3 separate regions of the Mus musculus genome follow, and regions 1 and 3 are each linked to region 2. A link is a contact called in public HiChIP or PLAC-seq data. All regions are on one chromosome and are shown on one strand. Each heading gives the region's core, a stretch centred on a gene start, on an enhancer-like site or on the middle of the called end of the contact. The rest is flanking DNA. Distances are from core to core; before and after follow the strand shown. Region 1 overlaps Bbs9 (Bardet-Biedl syndrome 9 (human)). Region 2 holds the start of Bmper (BMP-binding endothelial regulator). Region 3 overlaps Bbs9 (Bardet-Biedl syndrome 9 (human)).

The links. HiChIP or PLAC-seq counts read pairs in DNA pulled down with a chosen protein or histone mark.
Region 1: a contact with region 2 is called in an H3K4me3 HiChIP or PLAC-seq map of embryonic stem cells, with 7 read pairs. The contact joins the enhancer-like site here to the promoter of Bmper in region 2. A contact is called at or near these places in 14 of 39 promoter capture datasets (the 3T3-L1 cell line, 3T3-L1-derived adipocytes, the SN4741 cell line and 8 more), 7 of 115 datasets of contacts at active chromatin or transcription factors (embryonic hindbrain, embryonic stem cells, extraembryonic endoderm stem cells and 4 more) and 2 of 9 other capture datasets (embryonic stem cells and macrophages).
Region 3: an H3K4me3 HiChIP or PLAC-seq map of embryonic limb bud shows a contact between it and region 2, with 5 times the contacts expected there. The contact joins the enhancer-like site here to the promoter of Bmper in region 2. A contact is called at or near these places in 11 of 39 promoter capture datasets (the 3T3-L1 cell line, the C10 cell line, the HPC-7 cell line and 6 more), 11 of 484 Hi-C or Micro-C datasets (the AML12 cell line, the HL-1 cell line, cochlea and 6 more), 14 of 115 datasets of contacts at active chromatin or transcription factors (VIP interneurons, astrocytes, craniofacial prominence and 8 more) and 2 of 9 other capture datasets (liver and pancreatic islet).

What each region holds. Positions count from the first base shown.
Region 1 is chr9:22,485,083-22,487,782 of GRCm38.p6, forward strand. All of the region lies in intron 1 of Bbs9 (Bardet-Biedl syndrome 9 (human)), which reads left to right. Among named protein-coding and RNA genes, the nearest start is that of Bbs9, 11 kb to the left of the region's middle. Within about 2 kb of position 1,354, at least 23 of the 459 cell types and tissues checked have an H3K27ac peak or open chromatin away from gene starts, as enhancers often do. A contact at or near this core is called in embryonic stem cells, where this site is marked.
Region 2 is chr9:23,221,688-23,224,387 of GRCm38.p6, forward strand. Bmper (BMP-binding endothelial regulator) reads left to right here and starts at 1,389. Exons shown (of 15, transcript NM_028472.2): 1 at 1,389-2,086. The coding sequence starts at 1,954.
Region 3 is chr9:22,531,881-22,534,724 of GRCm38.p6, forward strand. The region is part of intron 5 of Bbs9 (Bardet-Biedl syndrome 9 (human)); the gene reads left to right. Among named protein-coding and RNA genes, the nearest start is that of Bbs9, 58 kb to the left of the region's middle. Within about 2 kb of position 1,386, at least 73 of the 459 cell types and tissues checked have an H3K27ac peak or open chromatin away from gene starts, as enhancers often do. A contact at or near this core is called in craniofacial prominence and embryonic limb bud, where this site is marked.

The sequences.
Region 1 (2,700 bases), core at 104-2,603, 740 kb before region 2:
GGCTGATAGAGTCCCAGCTCCTGACCGTGAGTTCAGTGGTTATGAGTCAACAATATAAAGTGTCTTTATACAGAAATACATAGTGACACTATCTACTGAGCAATAGAGATGTGGTGTCCAGAGGTTCAGGACCTAAGCCTTCACTCCTGTGAGTGGTGGCTCTGTAACCAACTCATTTGAATTGAATGTTTGTGGAGACCTTCTGTAAGTAACTGGTTAAGAAGGAAATGTGTGCCCTAAGTACCACTGAAGCCCATACCATGGAGGGATGTTTCAAGTACAGTAGAAACTAATGCAGAAGCTGGGTTTGGTACTCAAATCTCAGTTCTCAGCGGCTGATGCAGGAGGGTTGCTAGGTTACCTTTGAGCTATGGTGTGAGACTTTGTCTAAACAATTAAGTAGAGGAATGTATAATCTCAGGGTAGGTGCTGCTGTATTTTTGTTGAAAAGTGCAGTATGCATTCACAGGAGTAACTTAGAAGGAAGGGTTGGGGATGCTCATTCTGTGAAGGAAATCAAGGTACAGAGGCTTGTGGTTGTCTGAGGACACACGGTTAAGTGTATGGACCTGCAAACCTGATTGCCTGGTGTCTGTCTGTGTGCATGTGCACATGTGTGCATGTGTATTCGCACCTGTGATACAGTTTCTCTTCCACCTTGCCTTTTCTGGAGGAAGTGGACACTCTCTGAGTACCTGTACTTCCAGAGCAGAGGATGTTGTAGTTGGTCATGAAAGGAAGTTAGATATTTTGTTAAAAGATTTCTGTGCTAAGCTCTGTGTTTCAATTTTTAATAGTTGTTGCGGGAAATATTATAGAACTAACTGGCATGCTTCCATGCTTGTGCCTCAACTCTCTGCCCCGAGACCTGGCTGGCCATGCACTGGCGGGCAATGGCCGACTTGTTTTTTATGTTGTGGAGATTCTGACTCTGAACTCCACAATCTCTCCACCCAGATCGCTAGGTTCCCACTGGTGAGGCGCTACCACAACAACCCCGTGCTTTAAATGCCTTCATGGAGCACCTCAGGCAAACCTACGCTTGGCCACTGTACCTTTCACTCTTGAACCCAGACGAGGCACCGCGTGAAGGAAATTGCAACACAAACTTACTTCAGAGACAATGGCAACTCAGTCTCTGGGTGCAGCATCTAAAGGCTAGTGTTGTAAGCCTTATTAAAATCCCATTCCTCTGGCGGCGAGTTCTTGCAGATCCTCCACAATACCCAGAAACTCTAGCAGCTACATCTTACACCTCTGATGTCCCGTTCCAAAGAGAACTCACTCTCTCCTGCTTCCTCTCTTCCTCCATCGAACCCGGAAGTCCCTCCTACTCACCCAGATCCTTTATTCATTAGAGGATTGGTTCACAAGAAGCCACCTGAGTAGGTGACTCACTCCTCATTCCAGACAGTCTCTCCCGGGAGAGCAAGCCGCCCAGAGCCATCCACAACAAATAGTGAGCCTTTAGAAAAGTTTTTTTCCCCATTTTTGTGCAATTCCTTCCTAAACTTCTTAGAAAATAGGATTATTTCAAAATGAATATACAGGTTCCTAGCCTAATTCATAGTGGTGTTGCAGAGTATCTCATTAATGCTTGTAAGCATTTGGAATTGTGGTTTCATGCTCTTGTGTATAATACAAAGAGTTAACTTCGAACATGAATCTCAAAGCCATGCAAGTTTAATTTGCTATGTGTTAGGAGAGAATTAATTTCAGCTGGTTGTGGTAGCAAATGACTATAATCCTAGCACTTGGAATATGGAGGTACAAGATCAGGAGTTCAAGGTCATCATGGGACACACCAAATTTTGTCTTTAAAGACAATAACAATAGCAACCAAAAGACCCAAGACTTTATTTTAAAGGTCATTATTTTTAAAAGTCATTTGATTATAATTAATTCAGAAATAAAAACATCACACAGTGTGATTAAGGTGGATGCTCAAAACAGCTTTGAACCCTATGTATTTCAGTGAATATAACATTAGGACGGCCATGCTGAAGCCTGTGTCTGCACTTAGGGTACACACTGTCAATTAGATTCTAAATCCCTTACCTACCACAAGGAGAGAAAGACTATGGTAGTGGCAACTAGAAAGACGATTAGATTTATGTCTTCCTTCATGACACCCAGGACCTTTGCCTACATTCTCTCTTCACTGTTGTAAGACCCCCGATGCTGGGCCTCCGCTCAAGTCCTGGGATGAGCTGGCCAGCACCCCAGTGTCCCGAGAGAAAACCACACCTGATGCAAACTGCAAGAGGTTTTATTATCAGCTAGCTGAGGACGAACCCCTTGCGCCTCGCAGGGGTGACAGTAGGGGGCTTTTAACAGCTAGCTGAGGAGTTGGGAGGAGTTGGGAAGAGTTCTTCTCTTCCGGGTGTCCTTGGTGAAACGAGGCAGGAGTGGGGAGTGAGTGTTTTCTGAATTTTTATCTCCGTGTCCTCGGCACAGGAAGGCAGGCATCTCTGGTTGTACAGTATAGAAACAAAAAGGCTTTTTGCTGGCTATAGAGAACAAAGAGCTTCTTTCTAGCTGTATTTCTAAAGATCAGGGAAAACAAGCTTGGGGAAATGTTTTAGGGGCTCTGCCTTTCAGGGAGAAATGCTTTTAGCCGGGGTCTCACACTGTCATCTAACATAACCTCCTTTCTAAATGTCCTATGATACCCACAGTTACCGCTCTCTGTTAAAACTG
Region 2 (2,700 bases), core at 139-2,638:
ATACAGTTTGACATTTCTGTAGACTCAGGGAGTCAGCGAAACATTCAATCAACACTTTGACTTTCAAGGCATCTAGCCATGGTGTTATTTGGGGGAAACATGTAACCACATTGTCTCTTGTCTCTTTTAATTTAAATTTTACACAAAATCTGTTTTGAGAGGGAAATGGAGCATGCTAAGCTAATGACAGCGTTCCTTCCTCCCACTTGTCCACGTCACAGAGATGTGGTCCTTGTGTTGGGATGTTGGCCACGATGCACTCACTAAAAGCACCCTTTAAATCTCTAGAAAAAAACAAATGAGCATGCGGATGGCAGGCAGGGGCAGGTAAATGTGGTGACATTAGAGGAGTGTATCTGAGGACTGTCAAAGGAGTTTCTCACTACAGCTACAAATGCTACCTAAAACTGGCCAGAGACTAGGGGAAAACTAGGCTTGTCAGCAATTAGAGTTTGGATCCACAAGGCGCTTCAGGAACTAATGTGGGGTGGGCACCTGCTGGCTGGCTGTTCTTCGTGTGGGTGGGAGCATGTGATCACAGTAGGCTCCAAAGAAGGCTAGCTGATCATTGGTTCCAAGCACCTTTCACTCTCACCTGGCACCTTCCCAATGTAGTTATAAAAATTCTCTTTTCTAGATTAGCACCCCTTTTGAGTAGAGCCAGGCACTGCTTGGCGGGTGCGTGTAGGGCGGGTGTGTGTGTGTGTGGGGGGGGCAGGACGTGGGAGGGATGCTGGGACTCAGCGGGTACCGGGTGGCGGGGCGAGGGGATCAAAGACCGAGACTGGGGGACATCAGGGCCGCCCAAGCAAGAAACGCTGCAGGGTAGCGGCTGCCACCGCGTGCCCTGCTGGGCGGCCGCCGCGAAGGCGGCCTGCGTGGAGATTAGCGGCAGCGGTCCCTCCCTGGCCCGCGAGTGAATGAATGATTAGTCTAACGCACCTCCCTGGCCCGGGCAGCTCCGGCTGGGAAGGGCGGAGTCTGAGCCACCGATCCACGCTTTAAGGGAGAAAGGCTCTGGCCGTTGTGCGTGCATTAGCCGACCCTTTCTGTCGCTCCAACTTCTGTCCTCCCTAATGTCAGGCCCACAGAGGCATAAGCACAGGAACCTGATCTCCAAGGTCACTCGTCCCTCTGTCCCCTCAGCCTCGTGAGTCCCCCGCCTTTGCCCGAGGGAGTCAAAGGGCTGTGGAAAGTTGAGGGACCCTCCTGCATTCGATCCGTGGCTCCTTCCGAAGCTGGGGCAGCGGGAAGCGCCGGGTCTTCTGCTCCGGGCGCTAGCGGGTAGTGGCATCCCTGCTGGGGGCGGCTCCTCTGCGCGGGAGGAGGCGGTGCGCAGGGCGCTGGAGACGCGCCTTCCAGGCTCCGGCAGCGCCCCGGGGCCGGTGGCCGGGGCTGGGCTAGACCGCCTGGCTGGGCGTTCGCGTGCGCCGCTGTCGCTTCTGAGCCGGCATAGCTCCGGCGCCAGGATCGTAGTCCCTCGTGCGACCCTGCGGATTCCGCGCAGAGCCTAGTACGCCCCTCGGTCCCGCACGGAGCAAGCGCGCGGGCCGGACACCGCGCTCGGGGGCCGGGCCGGAGCTGCGCGTGCGGGAGCCGGAGCTCAGCCGGGCTCCAGAGCTGCGAGCGCACTCGGCAGTCGCCGCCGCCGCTCCCCAGATCCCGCCGCTCAGCCACCCCTCCTCCCGGCCCAGCTCTGGCGCGGAGGGGCTGACGGCTAACCCGCTGAGAGCAACTCCCTTAGAAAAAAGCCGCCGCATTGGCCGAGGCTGGCCGCAGGACCCCTCCTCCCGGGGCGCCCCCACTCCTCCCCCGCCGCTCCGGGCGCCCGCCTCCCTCAGCCGACTGTCTCCCGGCACGCCGGCCCACAGCCCTTTTGACTGCGAGCAGCGGCTGCCGAGCAGAGGCGGCGACGCGGGACCTGCAGTCGCCCGGGATTCCCTCCAGGTGACGATGCTCTGGTTCTTCAGCGTCAGGGCTCTGGCTGAGCGTCCTTGCCGACGCTCGCCTGGGATTACCTGCTGCGTCTTGCTGCTGCTCAATTGCTCCGGGGTCCCCATGTCTCTGGCTTCCTCCTTCCTGACAGGTAGGGGGGTGGGGGCGGGAGGGACCAGTCCTCCGGGACTCTGGGTGGTTTCTTGGGAGAAGAGGCACTGGCAGACCGGGGATGAGAGGACGAGGAACGCGCACCTTGCCTGACTCTCGCGGGCGGTGGGGATGCGGAGAAGCCTAGAGAAAAGGGATGGGAAGGCTATGAAGAGGTAGAGAGATGGGGGACTGAGAGACTGCTACCTTTGACAGAGTGCTAATAGGCACCCTGCTATATGAAGTTGGGAAATTCCTTGATTTATATTTAATCTTTTTTCCCCAATCCTTGTTTTAATCGTAGCCACTCTTGTGCAATTAAGGAAAAGACCGCGCCGTTTCCCGCACATCCTCTTTTCTCAACACCATAGGATTCCAATAAATCCACGGTGCTAGGCAGCATCTTTAAAACATGACTTTCCAGACCTTGAATGTAAAGAAGCGATCTTATTTTTAAAGGTTACTAATAGCATGATATGATAATTACAGGTTTTCAGGCAGGTGAAGACCTCGGCTTCTATTTTGAAGGACATGCTTTACTGACACCTGGTGCAGAAAAGAGAATATTTTAAAGAGGAAAGAGATTGCGCTTCAAAAAGTGATTGCATTTCAACC
Region 3 (2,844 bases), core at 136-2,635, 690 kb before region 2:
GTCTTGTCATGTAGCCCATGCTGGTCTGGAAACTTCTTTGTGTCCCTAAGCTGGCTTTGAAGAAAAAACATTTAACTACTGTATTGTTTGATTCTGAGACTGACTAAAATTTATAGGTGGCAGCATTGTGTGGTGTTGTCTGAATGACTGATACATAGTTAATGAACCAGGATATCATGTTTGGAAAGAGATCTCTCTGCCCCCTCTCTTCCTCCTCTCTTTCTATGTATGTATATATGTGTATACACACACACACACACACACACATACACATAAACAAATGAAGGTGCTGCTGTTTAAGTATGTCCCATGTGGGAGTGCACGTGTGGGATGCTGAGGCGTCCAGAGGAGGGCGTTGGCTCTGCTGGAGCTGGAGCTTCAGGTGGCTGTAAGGTGCCAGGTGTGGAGCTAACAGTCTGACCGAGTTCTCTTCAAATGCAGTGCACAGTCTTAACCTCTGGCCCTCACTCCAGCATCTGTAATGAGTTCTTACAACCCAATAACAATAAAACAATCAGCTCAAATCTTAAAGATGGGTGGTGCCTTAGAGTTAGTATTGTGAAAAACCACCATGACCAAAAGCAGCTTGGGGAGGAAAGGGCTTAGTAGGCTTACAGATCCCGAGTCACAGTCCACTGAGGGCAGCCCAGGCCTTACAGAGGTGGGAACTGCTGTAGAGCCTCTGAAGAATGCTGCTCAGTGGCTTGCTCAGGCCGCCAGCCCAGGGCTTGTCCACCCACAGTCAGCAGAGACTTCCCACATTAATTACTAATTAAGAAGATGCCCTACAGGTTTGTCCATAGCTAAGTCAGTTGGAGGCATTTTCTCAGTTGAGATTACCTACTCTGAGACGACTCCAGATTGTGTCATGTTGACATTAAAAACTATACAAGACACATAGACAAATATTTGATGCCCTCTTTTGAAGATGTGGTCTCCTAGAGACATGAAAAGATGCTCAGCATTGCCGCACTTCAGGGAAATTAAATTTAAAGCCACCTCAGATAGTTCTGTATACCCAGCAGAAAGCTAAAGAAGAGTGAAGTATCTAGTTCAGTTACCAGCTGACCGCGAGGCTGTGATGGCTTTGTATTGTGTTCTCATGTAGAAAGCTGGGGTATTTCACAAATCTCTCTGACTCTGTAATAGGCTTTGAAAGGTGGGCAAAAGGCCGGAAATGCTCTAGGCAGGCTCTCTATTCTTATGGGTGCTGTCTCCCTCCACCCGTTTACAAGGTGGTAGATTATCCAGTGCTGTGTGAACTGACATATCCGTTCTCAGCATGGTGACCGTGTGCTCAGCCTGATGCCCACATAGCTCTCATAGCTCCCCAGTGCATGCGCAGCCTCTGTAAGGAAGACAGGTTAGAAGCACTTCCTTTAAAGCATGCATAGATGGCAGCACCGAGCTTTTGAGTGCCAGAGTTTTGACTAGTTTATGTTCTGCAGCCTTAGTGAGAGCTCTCAAGCAGAAAGTGGATTTAGCAGTGAAATGAGTGGTCATGATTTAGTTTTCCTCATGTATAGACTCATGGAGGGTTCTTGATTTCATTGGCATGGATTAGAGCCTAAACTTATACATCACTTATTCATGGAATATGGATTTATAGGCAGAAACATACCTCCTACACATTTATTTTCTTAATCTCTTTTGTTTGGTTGGTTTTTTGGGGTGGAGTTTCCCTGTGTAGCCCCATTTGTCCTGGAACTTGCTCTGTAGTACAGGCTGGCCAGGAACTCATACAGATAGATCTGCCTGCTTCTCCCTCCTGAGTGCTGGGTCTAAAGGCGTGCGCCACCACTGCCTGTCAATGCCTGAAACTTTTGTTGCATTTTTAAAAGGCTTATTGTTTTTTAATGTGTGTGTGCCTGTATGAGTGTATGTGTACCACCTTTGTACGGTGCAGTGGAGGCTGGAAGAATGCATTGTTTTCCTTGGGACAAGAGTTACAGGTAGTTGTGAATTGTCTGTGGCTGCCAGAAACCCAGGTCCTTGGTAAGAGCAGTGAATGCTGTTAACTGAGCCACCTATCCAGTCCCGTTGCTGTGGCCTGGATCAGCCTCTGTCTTGCAAGATGACCCAGGTTTGCCTGAATTTGTGGTCCTCCTGCTTTAGCTTCTGGAGTGTGGGCAGTCATTAGAATTGAAATTTTTTTCTTTAATTAAGGATCTTTAGAATATACAGGGTTACTTAAACACTCGTTTTTGTTCTTGCAAACCTTGCTTTTGAAAAGGCCGTTGCTGTGAGAATGTCAGCTGTGATCACGGTGGTGAGAAGATGCTTAATGCTTTCCTTTCAGGAATGTGTTGATGAAATCTAATGTCTCTGTTCTAAAAACAGCCCAGTGTCTCCTGTGTGAGTTGGTTACTTGCTAATTTTCCTAGGTCCACACTTTGTGCTAATTGTTTGGAAGTGATGTGGCTGTCCTTCCTTGTGGTTGGAATCACAGAGGCATCTGTTAGTTCCACCCTCCCACCCTTCCTCCCTCTCCCGCTTTCTTCCCTCTCTTCTCTCCCCCCTTTCTTCCTTCCCTCCCTCCCTCCCTTCCCTCTTTTCTTTCTTTTCAGACAGGTCTCCTGTAGTTCAGGCTGGCCTCAAACTTATTATGTATCTGAGGATGACTCAGATTTTAGAATCCCCTGGTACTCACCCTTGGGAGAATGTGGTATATATTCTGTAGCTATCTGTTGTTTAGAGCCTCACTGCTAAGTCTGGACAGAGATCCACGTGCACAGTGGGTGAGTATTTCTGTACATGATTGTGGAGAAGTTGAAGTGGGTATCCAGATAGTCCAGTCCCACTACCTCTGATGGTGTTCAGGAAATGCTACCCTAAGAGTATTTT